Linked DNA regions of Mus musculus: regions 1 and 2 are each linked to region 3. A link is a contact called in public HiChIP or PLAC-seq and promoter capture Hi-C data. All regions are on one chromosome and are shown on one strand. Each heading gives the region's core, a stretch centred on a gene start, on an enhancer-like site or on the middle of the called end of the contact. The rest is flanking DNA. Distances are from core to core; before and after follow the strand shown.

What was found. Promoter capture Hi-C pulls out the DNA fragments that hold promoters and counts their contacts. HiChIP or PLAC-seq counts read pairs in DNA pulled down with a chosen protein or histone mark.
Region 1: an H3K27ac HiChIP or PLAC-seq map of embryonic stem cells shows a contact between it and region 3, with 18 read pairs. The contact joins the enhancer-like site here to the promoter of Ect2 in region 3. A contact is called at or near these places in 16 of 39 promoter capture datasets (the C10 cell line, cranial neural crest, embryonic stem cells and 8 more), 1 of 15 datasets of contacts at CTCF or cohesin (the NIH/3T3 cell line), 110 of 484 Hi-C or Micro-C datasets (B cells, the C2C12 cell line, CD8 T cells and 51 more), 18 of 115 datasets of contacts at active chromatin or transcription factors (the SCID.adh cell line, effector CD8 T cells, embryonic stem cells and 3 more) and 4 of 9 other capture datasets (adipose tissue, embryonic stem cells, liver and 1 more).
Region 2: a promoter capture Hi-C map of macrophages shows a contact between it and region 3, with 7 read pairs. The contact joins the enhancer-like site here to the promoter of Ect2 in region 3. A contact is called at or near these places in 7 of 39 promoter capture datasets (3T3-L1-derived adipocytes, the C10 cell line, the HPC-7 cell line and 4 more), 2 of 15 datasets of contacts at CTCF or cohesin (CD8 T cells and the NIH/3T3 cell line), 5 of 484 Hi-C or Micro-C datasets (the N1E-115 cell line, embryonic fibroblasts, embryonic stem cells and 2 more), 10 of 115 datasets of contacts at active chromatin or transcription factors (the SCID.adh cell line, embryonic stem cells, epiblast stem cells and 4 more) and 3 of 9 other capture datasets (adipose tissue, liver and pancreatic islet).

What each region holds. Positions count from the first base shown.
Region 1 is chr3:27,105,643-27,110,207 of GRCm38.p6, forward strand. All of the region lies in intron 21 of Ect2 (ect2 oncogene), which reads right to left. It also overlaps the pseudogene Gm25152. Among named protein-coding and RNA genes, the nearest start is that of Ect2, 46 kb to the right of the region's middle. Within about 2 kb of position 1,684, at least 2 of the 459 cell types and tissues checked have an H3K27ac peak or open chromatin away from gene starts, as enhancers often do.
Region 2 is chr3:27,207,688-27,212,083 of GRCm38.p6, forward strand. The region is part of intron 1 of Nceh1 (neutral cholesterol ester hydrolase 1); the gene reads left to right. Among named protein-coding and RNA genes, the nearest start is that of Nceh1, 27 kb to the left of the region's middle. Within about 2 kb of position 2,759, at least 162 of the 459 cell types and tissues checked have an H3K27ac peak or open chromatin away from gene starts, as enhancers often do. A contact at or near this core is called in CD8 T cells, the HPC-7 cell line, the N1E-115 cell line and 9 more, where this site is marked.
Region 3 is chr3:27,150,794-27,155,518 of GRCm38.p6, forward strand. Ect2 (ect2 oncogene) reads right to left here and starts at 3,085. Exons shown (of 24, transcript NM_001177626.1): 1 at 2,910-3,085. It overlaps 1700125G22Rik (RIKEN cDNA 1700125G22 gene), which reads left to right and starts at 3,233. Exons shown (of 3, transcript NR_040548.1): 1 at 3,233-3,517; 2 at 3,947-4,138.

The sequences.
Region 1 (4,565 bases), core at 434-2,933, 47 kb before region 3:
TTTCTTAACAGACGATTCCTACACATTTCCTAACAGATGACACTGAGATGTCATTAAGGATAACTACTGACACAGGCGTGTGCTCTCACTACTTTACCAAACAGTTGAAGGTCCTAACAGGTCTGAGGCTCCTCTAATCTCCTCAGCAGTGACTGGCACCCTAAGTGAGTGCCACACACCTCCTGCTCCAGGTAACAGTGAGGTTCTGCTCCCTGCCCTGCTTTACACATAGCACCACCAATTACGTGCGCACTGAAGCGCTGCGCTGCTTCCCAACGGGGATGTAATTTCATAGCTGTGCAAACAAAACCACAATGCTACCTTACAGAAGGACCACGATGGTGTGCAGCGTACTACTGGCTAAAAAGATGCCAGGGACTGACTCCCTGGCATCAACACACACATATTCCTACTCTTCATTGGGAAGTCCAAACATTTAAATATAATTTCTGTGCATTTGACTTGTTCAACTTGCAGCACTGTTTTAAAATCAGAAAGCTGAAAATTACAATGGAGAATAGTAGAAAATTATGTGAACAAGGACTATGTAAAATAGTATGGCTGGCCAAAAACTTAATGTATTAGAGATTCACCTATTTACAGGGAAAAAAAGAAAAAAAAAGAAAGAAAGAAAACCAGAAACAACCTAGGTACCAATGCATGATATTATAGAGAAAATCGCCCAGGTGATTCTAATAAACATATATTTTCAAAGAAAGCATACACCTAATCTTTTGTTTCTGGAAGGACAAAGCATAACAAAACCACACACTCCTGAACGGAAAGACCAATGGGATAGGGAAAAGGTATGCTGTATTACTGCAGCGTATCTATTTTATTTGTCTTTACTTTTATGTACAAATATCATTTTTAAAAAGTCATAGCATAAATATATAACTAAAATTTATTTCTTGAATTAAAAAAGCCTCAGTTCATATAATGAAGCAAACTCCACCTATGCCCCATTTCTGTAAACTGCTCTTTACAGTGGAGGAGCTGGGAACTGTAGACTCTGGGGTCTGAGGGCTGGCTCAGCAGTAAGAGCATCTACTGATCGCCCTCAGGACCCAGTGTTTCCCAGCACCCACATGGGACTTTCATCTTTCAACTCCACTTCTGGGGATCAGGTGGCCTCTCTGGGCCTCTCCAGGCACTGCACACACATGCACAGGCATGCAGGCAAAACATTGACACACAAATAATAAACTGTAGCAATTGATATAAGTGAGTGAAAAGGGTGGTGTCTCGCCGGGCAGTGGTGGTGCACGCCTTTAATCCCAGCACTTAGGAGGCAGAGGCAGAGGCAGATTTCTGAGTTCGAGGCCAGCCTGGTCTACAAAGTGAGTTCCAGGACAGCCAGGACTACACAGAGAAACCCTGTCTCAAAGAACAAAACAAAAACAAACAAACAAAAAAGGTGGTGTTAGCAAGTTCATGATCTATTTTCCTATTGCAATAACTATTTCTTTAATTCTTTCATTTATTTTTTAAACCTTTTCTTTTTGCTATAACAATTAATGAGTATATAATAACTACCTAAGAACTAAGAAGGGGGAAAGTAGTTTCATGGTTATTTTCTCAAAGAAATAAATCCTTCTGAGTTGAGAAGATAAACCATAAGCTCTTTTGCAACCGGAGAAGGCTTTCCTTCAAGATGAAGCAAAGGAGAAATGCCCAGGTACTCCACTAGAGGACTGAATAACAACAAGCTGTTCGCTGAGATCCAAGGAGGAAGGAAGCACTCTCCCAGCTCTCAAACATGGAGAAAAGTGAGAGGAGCAGGCAAACGTGCTCGTGGGGGAGATCCTGTTACCTCTCATTAGTAATTACAGCACTTTCAAAAATATCCTTTATTTTTAATCGTTTTCTCTGAGTTTCTCAAATAAAATATGAACGAAATCTAAAGCAAAGCTCAGCTCCTATTTCCTGAAATAATTCCGTAATTCTGAAAACATTTACAGTTGAGTCAAGTGTGTCACACAGAGAAGAAGCTATGGGAAGGCAGTTTTTCAATTACCGCCCAATGCCTATAGACCCCAGAGGAACACAGAAACAAGTGCTGAATTTACGACTGAAAAACACTAGCCTCTCCTGAGGTACAGAGCCAACTGTAAGTGAAAGGGAGTCAGTTATGGCTTACAAGTTTACACAGGAATGCTAGTTAACGTGCACACACAGACTGATCTCACATTTCTGGTATCTAAGGACGATAAAAGTACCTAACACATGAGTTACCCAGTCCTCCTTCTTTCCCTTCCTTAAGCTTAACTCCCTGGCTCCCACAGGCACAAAACAAATTATCTTTAGACTATAAGAAACAAAAGAACTGCAGGTTTAAACTTGCATAATACCCAATTTATCACATTATACATATGCAAATATTTCAAAATGTAGAAAAAAATCTAAAATCTGGAATACTTGGGATCTTAACATTTAGGATCCAATAGTTTTGAATTCTAAGTGATATATGCATCTTATATATAATCTACAGAATAGTTAATAAAAATCATATATTAACTTCATTATAAATAATACTGGCTCACAAGAATAAATATCTTCCTACAGTTCCTATGTCTATTCCCCTTTAGTTATAATTCTGCTTACAAAATTATTAAAAAATCAAAATACTGTTATTCATAAGCAATCAGTGGCAATAATTAAAGTTAAGATATAGAATATATTTAATGTGTATGGGTATTTTGCCTATATGCATGTATGAATAAATGTATGTGTGTACACTACATGCATGCCTAGTGCCCACACAGAAGATGGACATGGGCATTGAATCCCTGGGAACTGGACACAGAGTGTTTTAAGCTGGCATGTGGGTGCTGGGAACAGCACCTGAGTGCTATGCAAGAACAGCCAGTACTCTTAGCCACTGAGCCACCTCTCCTGCCAAGATATAGAATACGGTTTTTATTTTTTATTAGAAACTCTGAGTTAGTGTCAAAAATACTAAATAATGGCATACAGCATTTAACTCTCAAGTTACTTCTTCTAGACTTAACTATATTGGCCAAAGATAACAATGCTTAAGTTCATGTATTCATAAAACTATACCATTGGTATTAAAGGTATGTGTATAGGGTGTGTAGAGTGTATAGGGTGTGTAGAGTGTATGAGTGTGTGTGTGTGTTTGTGTGTGTGTGTATGTGTGTCACAAAAAAACACCTCCCTGACTGAAAATATACATGGTGGGAAGAGACTGGAAACGTTGCTGTATATATTCTGAGTTAACACTTTAAGCAGACTAAACTTTACACATTACATTCTGAAAACACAGAACATGGGGAATCATATAATTAGGAAGCAGAGATAACACAGCGATTTGACTGCCCTGCCCCTACAAGTGTGGCTGCTATGTCACATGTGCATCAGTAGGTGGCAGAGAGACAGGCTATTTCTTCACTCTGTTCTGATTTGTGAACATTTAAATGATTGATTAACATTCCTTAACATTCCCTGAAAAAAACTAAGTCTGGCATGATCACCAGTCCAGTGCCAGATGGGGAGCTAGCTTGAGACGATCACCAGTCTGGCACCTCCAAGGCCCAGATGGGCATCCAGGGTGGAAAGCAAACTGGATACTAGAAGAACTACACCTAGGACCATGAGCCCTGGGCAGGAGTGAGCCCACGACAGATTAGCCTTACATGGGGCCACTCAGGTGGACCCAGTAAGGAGATGAGCCCAAGCTGACCACCAGACCAGTGCCGGTAGGGCCTGGTCAGGGAGCTAGCCTTAGATGAGCACCAGTCTGGCACCACAAAGGCCTGGGGGAGTAGACCATGCCTGAGAGGACCCCTGCCCAGCACTATAACACATGAGCTGGGCAGAGCACGTGCTCCTGAGACCACTTCAGAGATAACCCCAGACACTCAGCGACCAAGGAGCCACTAAGTAGAGCAAGTAGGTGGTGGAGACTTGGAAGAGAAAGAGAAACGGAAGGACGTGGGCACAATGAAGAGACAGAACTGGAGACTCAGGGGTAGGAACAGCCTGATGTGAGCGGCCAGTGACGTCACCTGGATCCTGGACAGTGCTGCAACTTTGGGGGGGGGGGGGGGTAGGTGGCCTTGCAGCAGCAGGGGTCTGTTACCAAAGGCCAGGTGGATGTCCCTGATCTGGGCTGCCTCTTAGGGACATGTTGATATCTGAGGGTTTGCAGAACTGTTTTTTGGGTTATGAAAGTAAAAGAGCTGACCCCCAACCCTAGCCTGATGCCATACTTGGATGAGCACCCTTCCCCATAAAAATGCAGTAGTTGCAGATAAGCTAGCCAGAGGAGGAGCATAAGGAGAGCTGGCCCTACTCCTCACCTGCTACAAGAGTAGAGCTGACCCTGATGAGGGTTGGGTGGAAGGCCAAGAGCTGGCCCAATGAAGTGAGACTGAAAAGTCAGCAGGCAGGCCAGCTCAGGGCCCAACCCAGGACTTTGAATTTGCCCTCCCTAACATCTACCCCAGCAATAAACTGCTGGAGTGCATGAGGGGACCAGTCCTATAGACCCAAAACCAGAGGATCCCCATGACACAGGGTGACAACAGGATATTTGAGAGGAG
Region 2 (4,396 bases), core at 1,509-4,008, 57 kb after region 3:
ATTGGGCACTGGGTGGAAGATAGCATAGTTAAGCAGTCCTGGCCAGGGTGTGGTCTCACCCATTGTTTTCTCAGCTCCTGTCTAGCAAGGTGATCTGAAGATGTCCTTATTGCTTGAGCGCTCAGGGATGGGGGTAATTCTTAGCACGCGGTTACTTCTCTTTGTATAGGACCTGGTAACAGAGTGGGAACTTGGTACCAGGGGTGAGAATGAATGCATGCTTAGTGTTGTCTATGTCTCCATCTCCTATCACTTATAAATCAGGGATGGAAAAGATGGTTCAGGGGTGAAAACTGCACACTGCTTTTGCAAAGAAGTGGAATTGGGTTTCCAGCACACACATGAGCCAGCTCACAATGGTTAGTAACTACAGATCAAGGAGAGCTGATGTCGTCTTCTCTCCAGTGCCTGCGTGGGCCTTGTGCTCAAATGTACATGCCTTGGAGAGGTGTTCAAACCTACATACACTCTCACATATGTGCACACATAGTTAAAAATAAAACCTCTGTTTTTGTTTTGAAACAGAACCCCGTGTAATCCGGGCTGGTCTCACACTTGGTGAATAGTTCCATCTGGGCTTGGAAACCTGCTTCTCTTGCTACTTTCCCAGTTCATGGATTGTAGGTGTACAGCATCATGTGGCATAATGGCCCTTCATTAATATTTCTGCACAGAATAGGTTTGACCCTACCAAATCTTTCTGGGACATCTAAAAGGACTATGGTGCCAGTATTTGTATGGAGTCTGTTGGCAGTGAGGTGAGGGCTGGAGCAGCTCAGTTGGTGGAAGTACTTGCACAGCAGGCACAAAACCTTGGCTTCAGCCCTCACCATATGCAAACTGTGTGTGGTGGACTCCTGTCACTCAAGCAATAACTCAAAGCAAGTTTGAGGCCAGCCTGAGCTGCAAGATAACCCTGTGACACCCTGTGTCAAAAACAATAAGCAAAACCAAAATAATAATAATAAAATTGCTCCAAAGTTGCCCAAAGTAAGAAATTGGGTAGCCCTGAAAGAATCTAAGGCCCCAAGCTTCAACAAACGTTAGTGCAGTGAGCCAGTTTGAAGTATTGACCTTTACTTACTCTACCACTGGGAGTTGACTGCGTGTTATAGCTGAGCATTAGAGTGAAGTGGTGGAAAATAGACCGTGTATTTTCCTTACGGCTTGTGTGAATGGGTGCCCAACTTCAAAGCCAGTGTTTGCTCCTTTGTGTATATGTGGGTGCTCTCTCAAGTGATGTGCGTGTATGTGGAGTCAGAGAGCCAATTTGGAATCACCCTGGTCTTTGCTCATGAGCACAGTCTCCTCACGGAACATGGAGCTCTGGAGTCCCTGGGACCCTCCAGTACAGGGTGAGCCCTAATTTCCAAAAAGAACCAAACAAAAAGAGTGGATGAAACATACACACAAAACCCTTTGCTTGTAATTAACCCATAAAATCTCCTCGGAAGGGGCTGTTACTGTATTATTAGCCCTCTGCCCTGTAGATGCTTTGATGTTGCCTGGATTTGCCTAGTATTAAACAGTTGACAATGTTGTAATTGTAGATCTAGATGAAATGGCTTCCGTTTTTAAAAGATTTATTTTTATTATGTCTGTCTATGTGGGGGCATGTGCACGTGAGTGCCCATACCCGTGGAAGCCAGAAGAGGGCATCAGAGCCTGTGGAACTTGGGTGTAGGTGGTTGTGAGTCACAGGACATGTGTGCTGGGAACCAAACCTGGGACCTCAGGAAGAGCAGCAAGCTCTCTTAACTGCTGAGCTGTCTCTCTGCCCCTAAACTGTGTGCTCTACGAGAGTGAGTGAGTAAGTTGTTTCGATTATGTCAGTCTATTTGGACCAGCAGCCTCTGTAAACAGTGCGAGTCTAGGAGCCATCCGAACACCATCCTCTGTAGGACAGCCAGTACTGTGTCAGTGAGCCTTGTGGGCTGAGCTTGCAGGCCAGCGCACCTCCTGAGGTCTCCACACACGTTGTGGCTCAGTTGTTTGAACTTGAGACTAACGAGTGACCGTGGGACTGCTTCCTGCTGTAGAAGCCTGGGCTTTCTGTTCCGGTTCCGGTGCCGGGTCCTGCTGCACAGTGGAGCAGATCTGCTGGCAGACAGAGAGCATGCTGCCAGGACACAGAGTCTGTGGGACGTTTCATAGCCTGCTTCCCTTCCTCCTGATTTTAAGTTCTGCTCATTGTAATGTTGCAAAGCACGAGTAATAGGAGAGGTGTGCCTTGGAACGCTGCTTGCGTAGTGACTGCCTTCCAGCTCTGAGCAGTACTATTCAGAGTGATGAGTCAGAATCGGGTGAGCTACTGAGTCAGAGACACTCAGGCTGTGGTGCGGTAAGAGCTGAGCTAGGCAATTAACAGCTCAGCCTCAAATGAGCATAAAATAAGTGGGCTACTCACCCTTCCTATTCATAAGACTTTCAGGAAATCCAGAGAGGGGAAGTTCAAATGGTTCTAAAGCCATGCAAAAGGGTATATAATATGTTTTTAAAATATTTTATATAGAATGCACTAGTTGATTATTGTCATTGTGGATATACATGAGCGGGTTATCATCTGACTCTTCAGATATTGGTAAATATCTATAAAATAGTTTCCCTTCATGTTTAGACTTCATGTACCATTTGAGGAATAATGTATATCCCACCACGTAAGAGATTACTCAGATTTTAAGCTATAGAGAGCCCTCGATGTAAAAACAGGAAGTCATTTGTTGAAGACTCATCTAATTATCTGCTTCCTGGACTTTGTGGAAAGCAGCTGAGTCAAGCTTGTGCAGTGCTGTGGGCCGTGGAGCTTGTGTGTGCAGCCAGGCGGAGGGCATGAGCCGGCAAGCAGGGATTGCTGTATTCCAGAAGGAGTTGGGAAGGCTTTGTTTGCAAGCGCTGTTCTTTAATGCTGCAGGTTGAATCAGCTGCTGTTTGGAACATTGAAAGGAAAACAAGAGCCATTTGTCCTGGCAAGCAGAAGCGGCTCTGAGCAGGACACTGCCTCAGGAGGGCTTTTGATGAGGATCAGAACCCAAGGCAGGAGAAAACTTTTTTTTCTTTTCCTTTTAGTTTTTGGGGGGAGGGAGCAGCAAGAAAAAAAATCTTCAATGGTTATTAAAAAAAATCAATGTATAGAATATGAAAATGAAGGCTCGTGGTTAGGGGTCTGTCAAGCAAGCATGAGAACTTGAAGTTAGATTGCCAGAACACACATTTTGTTTTGTTTTTTTAACAAGTTGGGAATGGCATGGCAGCATGTGCCTATAATTTAAGTATGGGAGGAGTGGAGTTCTTTCAAAGTAACAAAGACACTGGGGCTCTTTGCATTGCTAGCCTAGCAGAATTAGTGAGCTTCAGGTTCAGTGTCACACACACACACACACACACACACACATTTAAAAAGGTGAAAAGATGGCTACTGGAAGTTGACTTCTGGCCTCCCTATACATGGACACATACATTGACACACGTGAACACACCCCACACTAATAGGCATGTGCCACACCATACACATACCTACACAAAAAGAAAGAATGCAAACCCACCCAATAAAAGGAAATATTTCCAAATAATGTGTTTGAAAAGGGACTTGTATCCAGTATATATAAAGAACTCTTAAAACTCAATAATAGTAACATACAAAGTGATTAGCATTAGCATTCGAGTCTTTTGCTTTTGATACTAGAAAGAGCATAGGGTCTCCCACAGTTTAGGTCTCTACTGAGCTACAGGCCCAGCCTCAGGAAGATGTGGGTCCTCAGAGGCAGACCTTATCAGACTGGACTCATGATCTAGTTTGCACTCTGAGAAGTAGCAAGGAGTTAGTTTCTAGAGTTGATGAGGCTGGCCCAGGGCACCTTCACAGCCTTGACCCTGCCACCTGCCCACAACAGACCAATTCAACGAAGAAACCATAGTGACAAAAGGAGGCCTAATTACTGAGGCTATGCCAGACAGAGGGATGAAGAAAGAGGCCCAGGGCCTTCCATGGCCATCCTCAGGGTCTTGACAGGAGGTGCCACCTTTCCAGGAGGACAAGTGGTCTGCAGAGCTAAGCAGGCCTGGCCGTTGTGTGGTTCCACTAGTCAGCTTTGTCTGGTCTCTCCTGCCTGGCCTCTGACAAGTCAGACTGTGAAATCGCCTCCTAAGAGACAGGTTCCTCCATTGCCAGCATCAGGCTTCAGCCCTTTCCTTCTTTCAAAGTAACATTCTTAAGAAAATCCCATACTGGGGGTGTGGGGGGACGACTGCATCAGTAGTCTGGTGGCCTAGGGGAATGGTACGTGTGTCTTTAGAATATCTTCACTGAACACCGCCAAGGTGTTTCAGTAGGAGTAGAAAAGCACTTAACTCTCGTCTGTCTCTTTTGACTGTGCTGAGCCTCCGTAAAGCCGTCCCC
Region 3 (4,725 bases), core at 1,835-4,334:
CTCTAACCAAGGTACTCCAATGTCTAATCTTTCTCTGTGCCAGCAATGAGTTTCTGAGCAGTTTTCCAGCCCAAACTGCAATGTAGTTTATAACTGGGTATATTTCACCGCAGCAGGAATATTCTACAGAGAACGTCAACTTCATTCATCACTCTTGACTTCACCTTTATGTGGATTCTCAGAATCTTTCATAGATCACTGTACAGCTTACACTGTAAGCTGCCATTTTTATATTAATTCCCAAACATCTCCAAGACTTGACAAGACAAATGTATATAAACTAGTACCATTATAAATCTGGACTATGAAAGAAAGCTCTCTTCGACCTCTAGGACCTAAGAACTGGAAAGTTAGGCAAGTAGGGAAGAGAGAAAGTTTAATTGAAGTATGGAGCTTGAGTTTGTTGTAACTCAGGGGTAAGTCCTGCTGAGGGCCCTGGGTTCTATACCTAACTGGAGTGGGTAGTAAATATCTTAAATATCAAACAAATATAACCAACAGTCTCACCTTTACCTCAGAGCTTAATCTCACTTTATTCAAAAGTGTCTGATCCACTTTTTCAGATTGATAAAGTAGTCAGAGAGCGCTCAGATTCTTAGTAGAGACACAGTTTAAGCTGTCTGCCCTGAGGAAACAGTAAAGTACAACTCTCCATTTCTAGGCGGTGAGTCTATGTGTACAGGTACACAGTACAGACCTACACAGAGTTGTAAAACTCAGATGCTTAAGTCAGACACCTGCTTCCTGGCTCCACTCTGCCTCCTCAAGACTCTGCAGGAAGTCTCGTCTCAGTTTCCAAATGAAGGAAGCAGACATAGCACTAAGACTCAAATGCAGGTTGGGAAAGAAACTCAATAGGTATTGAAAGGACAAATAACTATTCATTCATACAATATTCATAACTTGGTATTGTTTGTCTTATCCACGGCAATCATTTTTAAGTCTCCACAGGAGAGCTCCAATGGTGTCCTTACTCAGAAGCAAATGACCAACTTCATACAGCCCTCCTACCTCCCCTAAAACTCATCTCTAGGATAAAATACACGGCTCTAAGTCACTTAAAGAAATGTTACAACATGACTTCTATCAACATTCTGCCAGATACCCATAAATCAGTGTCTTGATCAGCCATTAGAGAAGCTTGAACCTGTGAGATGAGAGGGGGAGAGGGAGTGAGGGGAAGGGGAAACCAGGAGAGGGAAAGAGGGAGAGAGGGAGAGAAGGAGAGAAGGAGGGAGGGAGGGAGGGAGGGAGGGAGAGAACTATTTTCAATGTTTAGAAAAAAAAAATTTCCCCTTTAAAAAAAAAAACTAAGAGTCAGGTATAGTGGCACATGTTTTTAATCTCAGAGCTTGGGAGTCAGACACAGGTGGAGCTCTGAGTTCAAGGCCAGTCTAGTCTACACAGCGAATTCCAGGACCAGCAGAGCTATAGTGCATCCCTGCCCAAACAAACAAATATGCCTTAGCCTTCTGAAGTGTTCACTACCATGTTTGCTTTTTTTTCCAGGAGAAAAAAAAAAAACATGTATTTTTATTTGTTTTTCAATCTCCCAGTCCAAAGGGGGAAAAGTGTGGTAACACAGCCTACAATTATGTGCAACTGTGTGCCAAAGCTTTACAATGCACCTTTAAGGATACTTTTAGTTTACATGATCCTCTTAAAAAAAAAAATCACCAAACAACTGACAATGTGTGGCCTAAAATTCCAGCACCCACAAAACAGAGGGAGGAGATACATAACTAAACCCTTTCTCACTACACCCCAAAACACTGGAAATGCTTAAATACACAGATCATTTATTACCAAAACAGCTCCATAATATACAGCAAAAGAGCTACACGCTACACTAGTGATACAACCAGCATCTAGCACCCAACATCACCGCAAACTTAAGTGCACCAGGTCACTTTCTTCCTTTTCACATATTCTACAGACCTTTTAAAAATAAACACAACGGAATCGTGATCATAAAAACAATCTATCTTTGACTCGGGATGTGACTCAGCTGCAGTCAGTGTGCATGAAGTCATCCGCGGGCACCTCAGAAACCAGGTAAGGTGAAAGTACACCTGTAATCCGAGCACCCAGAAGAGGGGGTAGAGGCAGACAGAGTTCCTTGTCACCCTAGGCTCCACAATTCAAGTCTATGCTGGGGTACCTGAGATCTTGTCTCACAAACACATGGATTCTTTTAAACAAATAGTCATTTCAGCTTTTCTTTTAAATAAACCTTTTTTTTTTCCATAAACACGTCACACCAGAGTAAGGAACCCAAACTACAATAGTGTATACGTTATTGATAACAGTGCAATTAGCGATTCTCATTTACTTAGAGCTCAATATTTTAGTCACTATCTTAAATCTTTCCCTTGCCACTTTTTAACGCTTGCAGCCATCCTAAAAGACAAATGTCACTGTCATATCCAGTTTGTGGCTAAGGAAGTTGCTCACACAGCGACTCCTAGCCGGGTCTAACTGAGGGAGCTAAGTTAACCGCTAACCACACACATCTGTGGCCAGGAAGGGGCGGGGCGGCCTGTGTTTTATATTTTTAAAAATTGAAAATCGGAATTCTACAGGAATTCCAGAGGGAAACCACAAAACAATCAAGGCAGCTCGGGGCTGCGGCGGGCGGGCGGGAGGCCAAAATCCCGGTCCCAACTGCGCCCTTCACCCTGAGGCGCCGGACAGAAGCAGAATAGATAGAGAGCCCAGCCTCCCGCAAGGAAGGGCCGGGACGAGAGCAGAGGGCAGGACAGGAGGCGGATGTGGGGAAGGAGGATGGAGGGGAGCGGGACAGACAGGTACGCAGCCGTGGGAGCTCACCGCGGCGGGGGCGCCGGCCTTGGTCGCCACGGCCCGTGCTCAGTTCCGGGTTCCCGAATCCCTTCCCGTCCCCCACTCACCCCGCAGTCCTCACCACGCTCAGAGATTTTAAAAAGGAACCACGACGGCGCAGTCCTCGCTTATCCTTCTCAAACACTAAGTCTCCCCCTCACAGGCGCCGCCATGGCTCGAGAGAGGCTGCCGCCTCCGATTCAAAAAAATCCAGTCGCTCTCTCTAAGAGCCATGCTGATTGGCGCGCTCTGTCAACCTCCTTTTGATAGGCTGGAACCTCGGGCGGACTGCCGATTGGTCAATCCCAACGTCTGCCTTCGGGAGGCGCCGGCTGATTGGTTGTGAGTGTGTTTCAAATCCGGTAAACGGCTGGAGCGTGCGAACGTCGGCGGAGTGCCCGGATGTGGGCTTGAGGAGGCGTGGCTCTGCAGCGCCTCTGGATGCAGCAGGTGTTTCTGTGGTTACCGCTTGTTTACTCCGTAAACAGCCCAGTTCCTGATGAACGGTCTCTCTGCCATCACCTCCAACTTCAAGAAAAAGTACCAAGCACCGCAAACCGATCCGCTCTTACTACTAACCAGATTTTATTTTTGAAGACAAGCTTGCATCTGAGTAATTAATATAAAAAAGTGTATAAGGAGATTTTAGAATCTCCTGAAGCAAAACTGCTTCTGGGTGGGTTGCTCCCTCCCCACCCCAACTCCCAGCTTAGGAATGTTAGTGACTGTGCTTGGAAGTCTAGAAAAGAAGGGATTGTTTTACCCCTGGGATCAGTATTGCTATTTTGAAATTTGTTTCTAGATGGAATGTTCTATAATACAGTCGCCTAGGCATACACTTCTAGCTGGGTGTGGTCTCAAAGCCTGTACTAAGGAGGACAAGACCAGCCTAGGCTATAGGAGACCAGGACTCAAAACAATTATTTTTCACTTTCAAAACCTTACCAAGTGTTTGGATCGGTTGCTAGGCCCCAAATCTCATTAAGAGGTTTTTAAAGCACTTTTGAAATTTAGATTGATAAATTTTATGTGTCTTTTTGCCTATACATATTATTTTTTCCTGAACGTATGTGCATTTGTGAGTGCCTGCTGTCCTTGGACATAGGAGGAGGCCAGATCCCCAGAGACTGGAATTACAGAGAATGATGAACCACCAGGTGGGTGCTGGAAATCAAACTCACGGCCTATGTGTGAGAAACAAACGCTTTAAACCACTGAGCCAACTCACTTTAAGCCCAAAATCTACTTTAAAACCAAAAGAACTTCTTGACAGCCTAAGCAGTTCGACAAGTCTACGGTGAGTTCATAGAATGAGTAAAACAATCTATAGTTTTGTCTGTCTGGTTGGTTGGTTTTTAGGGTTTTTTGCCTACCAGTATCTATGGCCTGCCAATCACTAGAATTCCGCACTAGCCTTTGGAGTGGAAGAAAGGAAAAATCGGCCTGGACCTTGCCCAGAGAAGTGTGCTTGCAATTTAAACTGGGGTGTGTCTGGCATTCCAAGCATTCTCCTCACTAAAGTAGAAGGCAGCCGCCTCCTTTGTGCCCTGCCCGAGGAGAGCTAGCTTCCCAGTCTGTTGGGTGAGAGTGTAGGATTGCAGTGCAGGAAGGCTAGCTTAGCCTCTTACAGCGAGGGCAGCCCTTTGGTGAGAAATGAACAAGAGATACTATCTTCACCTGCAGGTTGTTATTTACTCGGCAAATCTGTATTAAGTGTAAGAAAGTATTTGCTTGGGGGAAAGCATGAATAAGGGATAGACACAGCCTGTCAGAGTTGGGGGCTGGGAGGAATGATGTAATCCCATCACCACAGAGAGGGGAGCTACAGTTCAAGGTCATTCTAGGGTGCATACCAACTTCCAGGCCAGCCCAGGCTCTGTGAGG